Regions from separate parts of the Cricetulus griseus genome. Here region 2 is linked to region 1. Evidence: chromatin contacts called from public Hi-C data. All regions are on one chromosome and are shown on one strand. The core of a region is the stretch at or near the end of the contact, and the rest is flanking DNA. Distances in the headings are between cores, read along the strand shown. Region 1 has its middle 46 kb from the start of CUNH1orf100. Region 2 holds the start of Zbtb18 (zinc finger and BTB domain-containing protein 18).

Region 1 (5,461 bases), core at 1,602-4,101:
CCTTTTGCTTTCTCTCCCCATTTCCGTTCCTTTCTTCCCTTCCCTCCCTCAGTGCCTTCCTTCCGCCCTTCCCCTCTCCCTTCCTCCCTCCTCCTTAACAAGACCTGAGATCTCCTAAAAGTGGTAAACAAATTTCTGCTAAACAAATATTGGTTGTGTCTAAATAGGCACAAATAAAGTTTGTCCTGCTCACCTCTCCCACAGCACTGCAAAGTTAACTCAAGCCCAGACAGACCACACTCCCACACCCCGTAGTGTCATGGCTTTAAAAAGTTTTGCTCATGGTGGAGAGGTCTGAGGTCCTGTGAGGACAAAAGCTGGCAGATAAGAGACAGGCCTCTTAGAATGTCACAACCTGTGGTAAAACCATGGCCTTTTTCTTGTCCTTAAGAACACGGAGTTAAAACAAAACAGACAGAACCAGGCAAATGAGCCAAAACCCTAGTGTTAGCAGGGGCATTCTGAATCAGTGTTAGCAGGGGTGTTCTGAATTTCTCTTCTTTTCCTGGCTGTATAGGAGGGGTTTTCCTCAGGCCACAAAGTAGTCCTTGAAAACACAGTTTTTATGCATTTATTATGTTATTTTGTTTTTTCTCCTTCACGTTTCTCCTCTGGCACGTTAAGTTTCATTATATTTTCGTGTTTGTTTTTGTTTGTTTGAGACAGGGTTTCTCTGTGTAACAGCCCTGGCTGTCCTGGAACTCTCTTTGTAGACCAGGCTGGCCTTGAACTCATAGAGACGGACCTGCCTCTGCCTCCTGAGTGCTGGGATTAAAAGCACGCCACCCGGCTTCATTATATTTTCATACATGTATATAATATACTTTGATCAAATTCTGCCTCCCATTGCCCCATCTTGTTTCTTCTTTCCTCTGCCTCCCATTGCCCCATCTTGTTTCTTCTTTCCTCCAGCATTTTCTTTTTAATTAACACACATATTTATGGACATATTTATAGAGTACCATGTGATTTTTTGTTGTTTGTTTTTGAGACAGGGTTTCACTATGTAGCTCTGGCTGACCTAGGACTCGCCATGTAGACCAGGCTGGCCTGGAACTCACGAAGGTTTTCCTGCCCTGGCCTCCTGAGTGCTGAGATTGAAGACAAGAGCCGCTGTATCTGGCCCTCGTGATATTTGAGACACACATAAGCATTGCGTAATATTCAAACCAGAGGAAACTGTTTTCTCCTCAAATATTTGCCTTCAGTATGAAAACATTCAAAATCCTCTAACTTTCTTTTAACTAGGAATGCATGAAAGTTTGTTTCTCTTTTTTAGTGGAGGGGCTGTGAATGGAACCCAGGGCTTCCCGGATGTCAGGTAAGTGGCCTCCTCCCGGCCCTGAATACACTTGACATGATTACATAGTATCTCTTCTTTAGCTCTCCCTTCATTTATTTAACTGGACCCCTACTACTGTATATGTAGGTTTCCAATTTTTCAGGGTGATGTGTAATTCTATGATTAAATACTCTTGTAGGTCCTTTTCAGATGTCACCTGGGACTGAACAGGTGGCATTCTCTCAAGCCCCCAATTCTAGGACTGGTGAGAACCAAGGAGCCTCAAGCTACTGTCAGTGCATGGGTCCAGGTCTCCTGGGCACCAATGCTGTGGGCTCACCTGCCTCCTTCCAGGACAGTGCCTGCTCTGACTTCCTTTGCCTTCCACCTAGGAAGCCTTGCACAGGGTCCTGGAGTGGCCTCTTCTTCCCTTCCATAATGCTCATACCTGTCCAGGCGCCCTTGTGGTTACACAGAACTGTGATCTTGCCTTTTTTATTTTATTAGTTTTTTTTTTTAAATTGAAATTAGAAACAATCTTATCTTACATATCAATCCCAGTTCTCTCTGGCTGATTGTGAGGCCACTTGAGATCTAAGTCCTTTAGGAGTAGAGCTCATCTATACAACTATTTTTGTTTTGTTTTGTTTTGATCTTCTTAACAACAACAAAAGTGCTACCAATTGTTACTTATCAGACTTCTGAAGAGATCACTGTTAGAGAATGAATAGGTCTAAGAATTAAAATACCAGACCCTGGGAGGAGCTAAAGGCTGAGCATCAAATTTGGGGATAAGGGTATAAATAAGGGCACTTAGAGGCAGAGGTAGGTGGATCTCTGAGTTACAGGCCAGCCTAGTCTACACAGTGAGCTCCAGGTTATCTAGGGCTAACGCAGGGAGACCCTGTCTCCAGTGCAACTGTTTCTGCTAATATTGTCATACTTTAGAAACCGTGTTTTACTGTGAATAGTCAACACTTGCCTGTCCACAGGGGACTTTTCTCTTCTCACAAGTTTTTATTTTTAATTTTTATCGTACTGGATTGCATAAGGGCATTTTCAGACAAATGTATGATTGTCTTTGAACATCTGCCCCTCATATCCCATTACCCTCTCCCTATCCTATGCTCCCCCTCCTGTGCAGTGTGGAGGTACAGGAAGCCCAGCCTGCAGGGCAGATAGCTGGAAGTCTGAGTCACGCGTCCTCACCATCCACCCAAGGACCTGGTGTCCCTTTGGCTAGAGTGATACTTTCTCTTTGTAAAACTATTGATCTTGCTGTCAATGGTTACCCTAAGCTCACCTCATGTACCAGGGAAACGAGTGACAAATTCAGTGACTAGGGGACACAGAAAAGGCCATCTGTGAGCGAGAAGACACCCTGAGTGCCTTCAGAGTGTAATGTTGTCAGTAGATGGGGCAGTGGCTAGCTGGCTCACTGATCCTAGCAGAACTGAAATTTAGCACAAGGGGAAGTTTATAAAATTTGCATTTCTTTACCAAGTCCCTGGCTTGACAACAGTTCTTGGCTTCCTCCATGCAGCTGCGTAGAAGCAACAGCCAAACTCATCTTGTATTTGATGAGTCATCCTGCATCACCCATGTGGGACAGACACCCAGGAACTCCTGTGGCTGCTGTGTCAGCCTGCTGCTTTTCCAGAAGATGAAGTAGAGAGAGGCAGGGGTGAGGGTACATGCTTAGCACTTACAAGGCAGAGGTTTCATCTGTGACACTCCCAACTACACCAAGACTCTATTCCCAGCCCTGGAAACAGAAGACACATAACTAATTTCTCAAGCCCAGGACAATCAGACACTGTGGGGTATTGTGATTTAACTTCCCAAGATTCCTATCCATTCCTTATTGTTCACTTGCTGGCCCTAGGTAGAAAGACCAAAGAGACTGGCTGTACTTACATCACAAAAACACAAGTGAGAGGGTTTGGTAGTAGGTATATTTAGGAAAGCATATGACAGTGTGAATTTGTTCTCTTTATCTATTCTGAGGCCAGGGTTTCGTGCTATGTTGGGGTTGGGCATCAAAACAGGTTTTGAGTTTTTGAAGAAGTTTAACCAAGTGTGAGCATAGGGTCCGCTTCTCTAAGGTCCCTTAGTGTTCTTATGTGTATGTGCTTATAAAGTTTAAATGCCATTTTTTGGTTTTATTTTGGTTTTGGTATTGGGAATTGGACTCAGGGTCTTCCACATGCTGAGTCTGGGCTCCAGCACTGAGATACCCCGGCTCCTAACAGTCACTTTTTTAAAAATTTGTTTTTATTTTTCAAGACAGGGTCTCTGTGTAGCCTTGGCTGTTCTGGAACTCACTCTGTAGACCAGGCTGGCCTTCAACTCATAGAGATTCGCCTGCCTCTGTGTCTCGAGTGCCTAATAGATACTTTTTATTTGCCTTAACTTATATGAACCTCAGGAAAGTATAATAGCCATATTTACCACAAATTACATAGAAACCAGCCACAAAATGAAGTGATTTGTTCAAGTGAGAGTGACAAATGGCTGTTTGGTGCTTAAATATGCTCCTGTCTGTGTTTTCCCCAAGAAATATTATATGACTTCCTGAGACGCCTTAAACAAAATACTGTCGAAATATTTTCAGAGAGCCTTTCAAATATTTTCTACAGCCCTCCCTGCATTTTGTGAGGGTCGGGTTTGTCTAGACCTGCATATCCCCAACATGGCCACAAGATGTCAGAGTAATCTCGATCATTGAGAAGCTGGCTTCATTTGGGGCACCAGTAGAGGGCTTAGGTCCTCTTTTGCCCAAGAGAAATGAAAACCATAAATAAATAATAAACAAAACAATCAAATAATAAAATCGAGGAAGGAAGAAAAGAAAGCAAAAAGGCCTTGGGTGACTACATAGGTTAAATAGAATGGTGGGAAGCTCATGCGGCTTTCTTCCCTTTCCGTTTTAAATCAAGCAATGAGAGTTAGTTCAAAGGAGCCTCTGTGTCACCTCTGTTTGCTCTTGGAGGCAGGAGGTCAGGACTTGGGCCAGCCCCTTAGCGTACATTATTCATCTGTCCAGCTCCAGCTCTGGAACAAATGTGAAGAAATGAAGTCGCTTCAGTGGAGGGGAGACAGTGTTGTTATTGTTGCTGGTGACGGTTCTATTTGCCAACAAGCATAAAAACATACTTTGGAACCCAAACAGGCCTGTCAGAGGGAACTTTTGTTCCATGTTTGGGCTGGGACGCTTCCAGGGCGAAATCGGGCTGGCATTTGAACTTCAGGAGGCCAGGAGAGAGCTGTGCACAGCAGCCACTGACCCGAAAGGCCGGCCATCAGCTGCAGTTTTCATCTGGGTGTTATTTGACCGCGGTCCATGCAGCTTGGGCTGCCAACTGGGGTCACTGCTGTGAATGAGGAAGGCTGGCCTTCACTTTAGGGCTTTGGAGAGAGAAAGTGGTCCTGATTCTGCAGGATTTATCTGCTGTTGGGTCTCAATTACCCCAAGCTCGCTGGCAATGCCTACAGGATCCCTTTGCTACGTGGATTAACTACCCTGGGGACAAAGCCGTCTTTGCTGTGTAGGGCGAGAGTTTAGGGCAGAGAAATTCTTGGTAATGCCAGTCTCAAGAAGCATAATTCAGAAAGCCTATCTGCCTTTCTCTGCTACTGTTACATAATTCAAGCTGAAGGTCCCATCCGCAGCTGTCGGGCACCTCCTCCCTCTGCAGATGGGAGAAGCTCGCTGGATGGACCGGCTCACACTAATCTATCTATTTGGAAAGCGGGGTGGTGATAAATTATGACCATGGCGAATATCATTAAAATGCAGTAGCGCCAACAAGCACTTTGAATGTGAATTCCCAGTTCTCCCGCACAACTCGGCAAGGCTGTCTTGGACATTCTAATTTCACCTTGAACTCCCATGCTAAGCTCTTAGAGACTCCAGATCCCAAACGTCCCTGTCTGGAGTGGCAAGCTCCCTACAGGAGGAGCCTGGGAGTTTCTTATTTTGGATGAGCTTCTTATTTTGTAAGTAACAACTCAAGGAAATGAAGTGATTGCCCCAATTATGCACCTAATTGGTGGCAGATTAGGGACAAGAGCACAGCCCATTACTGCTATTTCCAATTCCACTCTCGCTGTCTTGAATTTAAACACACCTTTAGCTTTATTTTAACGTAATAAGTGAATTAATTTATTGCAGATCTG
Region 2 (5,461 bases), core at 1,172-3,671, 240 kb after region 1:
GACCATCACTTCATGCTCAATTTCACACATTATTCATAAAGTGGATTACAAAAGTAATGTGATGTTTTTTTAAAAAAATTAAATAAAACACCCAAACAGAAAGATGCTCAATCTAATCTCTTGCTACTCCTACCTTTAGGACACATAAACTTGATTAAGTCCTTCCCTCGGAGTCTTGCTGGCTCCAGGTCTGTTACATCGGTGGAAAAAAAGCAGACTAAGAGAGACAGATGCAAAGTGGAGATGATGTTGGAGAGGAATGAGATACCTTCTCCACCACAGATCCGCACACACTAGCTCCCTGTCTGTGTGTTAGAATAAAAGGCTGAGGGATGGCAGGCTGTCAGCTGCTCTGACATCATGTTCAGATGGAAATGCTACCTCCAGCTGTGCTCCTTTAATGCCATATGCTACTCCTCTACACTCCTGCCACCAGCTTTTTCTTAGGAGAACTTTTCTCTTCTGTTAGTATAAACAAAATACTTCAAAGTCTTCCTTTTTTTCCCCCCAAACTTTCTAACAGAAGAAATTGAAAAACTCAGCATATGGAGTCCTACTGTATTTATGGAATCGCAACACTTCTGCCTCAAGTTGGTGGACTGGCTTACATATGACAGCACACTCAGGCTCGGTGCTATTCAGGAAACCCACATTCACTTTTATTCAACTCCAACGTCTAGTTTCAAAGGCAGCTTAGGGATATTTTTAAACCAACCCATTTGACATCTCCAGCCCCACTTCGGCATTATTACAGCATGTTTTTTTTTTTCCTCCCCCCGCGGAGATAATGGTAGACATCTCCAAAATGTTGGCAGACTTATTAAGAGCTATTACTTCAGCGTGGTTCACCTTATTATTTCACTCTTACTTAGCAACTTATCTGCAACTACCTCCCAGGAAAATAATTCACACTGCCACCGTGAATGCAGATTTCCATTCTCAGCGTCAACAAACTGAAACTGCACTTTGTGAAATCCTGGAAAGTATTTCGGTTCAATAAAGGCAAATTAATAAACCGACACAACCTGCTGCAGTCACTTAGGATGACTGTTTGGCCACATCTCATGTTTCTGCTCAGAAAAAGGCGTCACTTTGTCTTGCCCTTCTTCCCTATCCCTTTGGGCTAAAGGGTTGTGATCAGCAGGAGTGTAGACTTTGGGAACTTTCTTGGCTGGAGTTTGTGGGTCTTAGTTTCTAATGGCTGATGAAATGCTAAGGTAACCCGGGCTGGGCCGCCCGGTTCCCTGCAAGGTGCTGCGACAACTATGAATGTCAGACACATCTATCTCTACAGACTCTTGGGAGGTCGAGGAGTAGAAAAAAGAAACTGGGGCCTGAGGCGCAAACGTCCCAACCCGGGCGACAGCCACTCTTAGGCTCGCCTTAGAAAACGGAGGCAGGGAGCTAGAGAACAAAACCCCAACTCTGTCCTGCCCTCGCTCACGAGTCACTAAGAAACCTAACTTTCTCTAACTTCGCGGTGAATGACATAATTCTGAACTCGTTCTGGAGGCACACTGGGCAGACACATTACTTCCCTGCTACACACACCCTCTTCTCCGCGGATGCCCTCGCCCCATTCCAATATATCCGACGTTAATCACCCCGTTTACTCACTGGGGTGATGGTGGGGGTGAGTGACAGTTTAATGAGCCCCAAGGACCGCAATGGCCCGGAGACATCCCGTCCAAGTCTCGCTACCGCGGACCCGCGGGGGCTCTGTGAGGTTTGGGGTTTTGTTTCTCAGAGGTGGGGGCAGGGTGCCCCGGGTGTGTTTGAGGTTTTGGGGTGGAGGGGGGGGATGCAAATCTTCGCGCAGTTCGCCGTGCATAAAGCACTTGGGGAAAGAGGAAGGGTGAAACCACTGGGAAGGAGGTGCAGGGCAGAGAGCCGGTGCAGCAGGAAAACACCTTCCACAACGGCCGAGAAAACAGCCCCGGGTCGCGGCAACAACAAAAGAAAAGTCGCAAGAAGCGGCGCGGCGACCGCTCCCCGCCGCCGCCGCCGCCGCGCGCCAGCCCCGGGCCTCCCGGCAACCGCAACCCGGGCGCCGCGCCCTCCCCCCCGGCCCTGCAGCTGCACCGGCCCCGGAGCCGCGGCCGTCCCGGGCGCTGCAGCTGCGGCGGCCCGGACCCCTCCCCGCCCGCTCGCCCGCCCGCCCGCCGCCCTCCGCACGGGAGGCGCCGCCGCAGTGCACCGGCCGCCCCGCGCCGCAGCTGCCGGGGAGCGCGGCCAGGCGAGGCGAGGCGAGGCGAGCCCGCACCGCACCGCACCGCACCGCCGCCGCCCCCTCCGCCGCACTAACTAACTCCCCCGGCGGGACCCACGGCCGGCAGCGGGGCAGGGCGGGGCGGGGACTCACACGGAGCGGCCGAGTCGCCGCGTCCCCGCCGCCGTCCTCCTCCTCCTCCTCCTCTGCCGCCGCCGCTGGACTTGTGGGCGTCCTCCGCCGGCCCCCGCCCGCCGCCGGCCCCGGCCCGGGCCCGCGCGCCCCCGCCGCCCCCGCCCGCGTGGCAGCCTGAGGCGCGCCGCCGAGCCACGGGCCACTCTTTAACGGCCATCAGGCAGCCCCAGCGCGGCCGCAGCCTGCCAGACGTACGGGCGCGGAGCGGGCGGCGGGCGGGCGGCGGGCGCGGCGGGCGGGCGAGCGCGGCGCCGGGCCGGCGGCGGGCGGGGCGGGCGGACGACGCACACGCACGCACGCCGCGGCGCGCGGCCCAGATGTGGCCCCGCCCGGCCGGGCCGCCCCGCGCCGGCCGCTCGGCGATTGAGCGAAAGCGGCGGGCCCCGGTCGCTGGCCCGCCCTCGGTCGCAGCGTTGCCCAATAGAAGAGCGGCGTGACGGGGTGGGCGGAGGGGCGGCGGGACTGACGGGGAAGCTCGGCCAATGGCAGTGGCGGGTAGGAGCTGCCGCCCGCGCGCGCCAATCGCAGGGGGCGACTGTTGGGTGGGCGTGGCCTCTTCGAGGGGGAGGCGGAGTCCGCGGGCCGCGGCGGCGGCGGCGGCGCTGGCGCTGGCGGCGGCGGCGGCAGCGGCGCCCCTCTGGGTGACTTGGCCGTGAGAAAGTGAAAGGAGCCCGCAGGCGGCGGCGACAGCTGCGCGGGGAGGGGCCTGTTTCCAGGCTGGAGACGAGCGCGTTCTGGGGGTGTGGAGTGAGAGAGTGAGTCTGCGTGCACCGCGACGGCCTCGAGTGTACTTTTACACGGGGCAGGTGTCCCGGGGAGGCAGTGCGCGCGGGGCCGCAGCTGGCCGGGGCCGGCCTGGGGCGGCTGGGTCTGGCCCTCCTGCGGTGCTCGCTTGGGCCGCGTCCCGGGGACGCGCCGCGCCGCGCCGCCTCCGGCCTGTGGTGTCGGCCGCCAGGTGCACGGGGGCCGCCAGCTCGGAGCGGCTGCGAGAGGCGCTTTTTCCCAGCGTCCTTCGTGCAAGTTGCAGCTGCGTTTCTCCTCCCGATCCCCGCGTCCCGTCTGCACGCACGGTGACAAGCAAAGACAGTGCCCAGAGACCAGTCTGAGAGCTTTCCAGGGGGAATGAGACTTGTAGACGCTTTAGCCTGTTTCTTAATTGATGCTCAACGAGCCACGGCTTTGCCGAGGGGAGAGACGTTAATTTTGTGTGGCGCTCCCCTCCCTTCAGATAAACTTCCTCCGCCTGTACCTGTTCCTTGGAGCTGTGTTGATCAGTGCCACAGCAAGGAGGAAATGTAGAAGGTTTCTGCTCTCAAGACAATGGAAGGAAAGAATAACACACAAGTAAAAAGTTGAGTAATGAATTGGGAGGGGGGTGGGTCAAGACAATAAAACAGAAAACTGCATAGCGAGGAAGTCAACACACTAGTAATTGTCTAAATGAAATGTGTTTACTCTCTGCTAAGTGAACCCAAACTGGCAAGCCCTGTTGCTAACCAGCTCGATAGGAGACCTTGCAGCTGAGCAAAATCTTTCTCTCTCTTCCGGGTCAAACGGGTGTAAAGAAGTTGAAAGTAGTTGTTGGGCAAATCAGACATTGACTCGCTAATGAAGAAATACACACACAGAGTACCCAGGAGTTTAGAAATTTGATATTCTGTTAGAAATGGTAATGGTTTCTACTCCTTCTTCAACTCTTACGTTCTCATGATGGATTTCAGGGAAGGGGTGCGGTTTACACCTGTTTCAGATCCGACCCAAATTTCTTACTCCATGCTTCCCAGAAGAAATGAGACCCAATCTCAATCGGTTTCAAGCTATATGAGTTTACAAGTGTCATTTGGTTTGGTTTGGTTTTTTGAGACAGGGTCTTTCTACTGTCCTGGAATTTGTTATGTAGACCAGGCAGGCAAGCCTCTAAAAGACATCTGCCTGCCTCTGCCTCCCAAGTGCTGGCATCAGTGGGCCACCGTACCCGGCTGCAGGTATTCTTGATGAATGAAACACACTTTAAAAACATGAAAAGGAATATATATGTTTCATGGAGAATTCCATGAAAGGAAAAAGGCGTTTGTATTCATAAAGTCATTTCTCACCAATTAAAAGTTAACAATAAGTGAATACACAAAGTAACTGATAAGGCCAGACTATCAACCATAAATTTATAAGAAAATTGGGACATTCAGATCATCCACCAAAGCTTACACTCAGTTTTATTGTCCCCAGAGGGAAATCACAGCTCTGACAATGGGTTATAGAAATGGTCCCAGAGAAGGACAGGAGACACTGGTGGATCAAAAGTCATAAATATGGCTTGTTTTATTTGGGGGCTCTTTTCCTTCTAAGCCATAATTAGTATCCATTTTGAGAACTGAAAAATATGTCCAGGAAATACAGACTAAATGGATATTTAAGGAAGCCAGTCTGTCACCCCTTATTGCTGTGACAGTCTTATCCAAGGTCCCTGGTACAATTGTATTTTCTCTGCCTCCCCCAACCCCAGCTTCATTTTAACTGTTTTAAAAACTTATTGCCCAAATGGTATTTTCAGTTCTGGTTGAAAAATCATCAACATGCAAAATACAAAGTATGACTAGCACCAGAGGTACCTATACAGAAGGGCTACTGTATCTGCATCCATTGGGTCCATAAAAGGTAAAAAATCAAGAGTCCCAAATAATTCCTTGGGTATGTTTCTGAAGCTGAGATCTGCCCCACAGAGAGACTTGATGACAAAAAGAGTTCATTGTTTTAAAGCTAGTAGACTACCCACAACATACAGTGAAAACAAATAGGCAAAAAATAATAATACCCAACACTAATCTATTGGGGAAAATACACCATTGCTTTCTCTCTGAAAGAGTGGCATTGGTGCGCATTTCTGATTCACTCAAGCTTTTCTGGGAGTTCTGAAATAAAAAAAAAAAGATAAAAGAGATTTTTCCATAGGAAACAAGTTTTACATTTTTATGACATAGGTGTCAAACAGTAACAATCTAACAAATGTTGACAGATCAAATAAAATTTGATTTGATGAGCAGCTCCATAAAGTGAATG

What was found. Hi-C and Micro-C count contacts between places; a contact is called where the count stands out from the background.
Region 2: a Hi-C map of the CHO-K1 cell line shows a contact between it and region 1, with 5 times the contacts expected there. The contact joins the promoter of Zbtb18 here to the enhancer-like site in region 1. A contact is called at or near these places in 2 of 8 Hi-C or Micro-C datasets (the CHO-K1 cell line and fibroblasts).

Annotation. Positions count from the first base shown.
Region 1 is chr5:16,138,835-16,144,295 of CriGri-PICRH-1.0, forward strand. No RefSeq gene overlaps it. Among named protein-coding and RNA genes, the nearest start is that of CUNH1orf100, 46 kb to the left of the region's middle. Within about 2 kb of position 2,852, at least 3 of the 6 cell types and tissues checked have open chromatin away from gene starts, as enhancers often do. A contact at or near this core is called in the CHO-K1 cell line and fibroblasts, where this site is marked.
Region 2 is chr5:16,378,775-16,384,235 of CriGri-PICRH-1.0, forward strand. Zbtb18 (zinc finger and BTB domain-containing protein 18) reads right to left here and starts at 2,422. Exons shown (of 2, transcript XM_027418870.2): 1 at 2,363-2,422.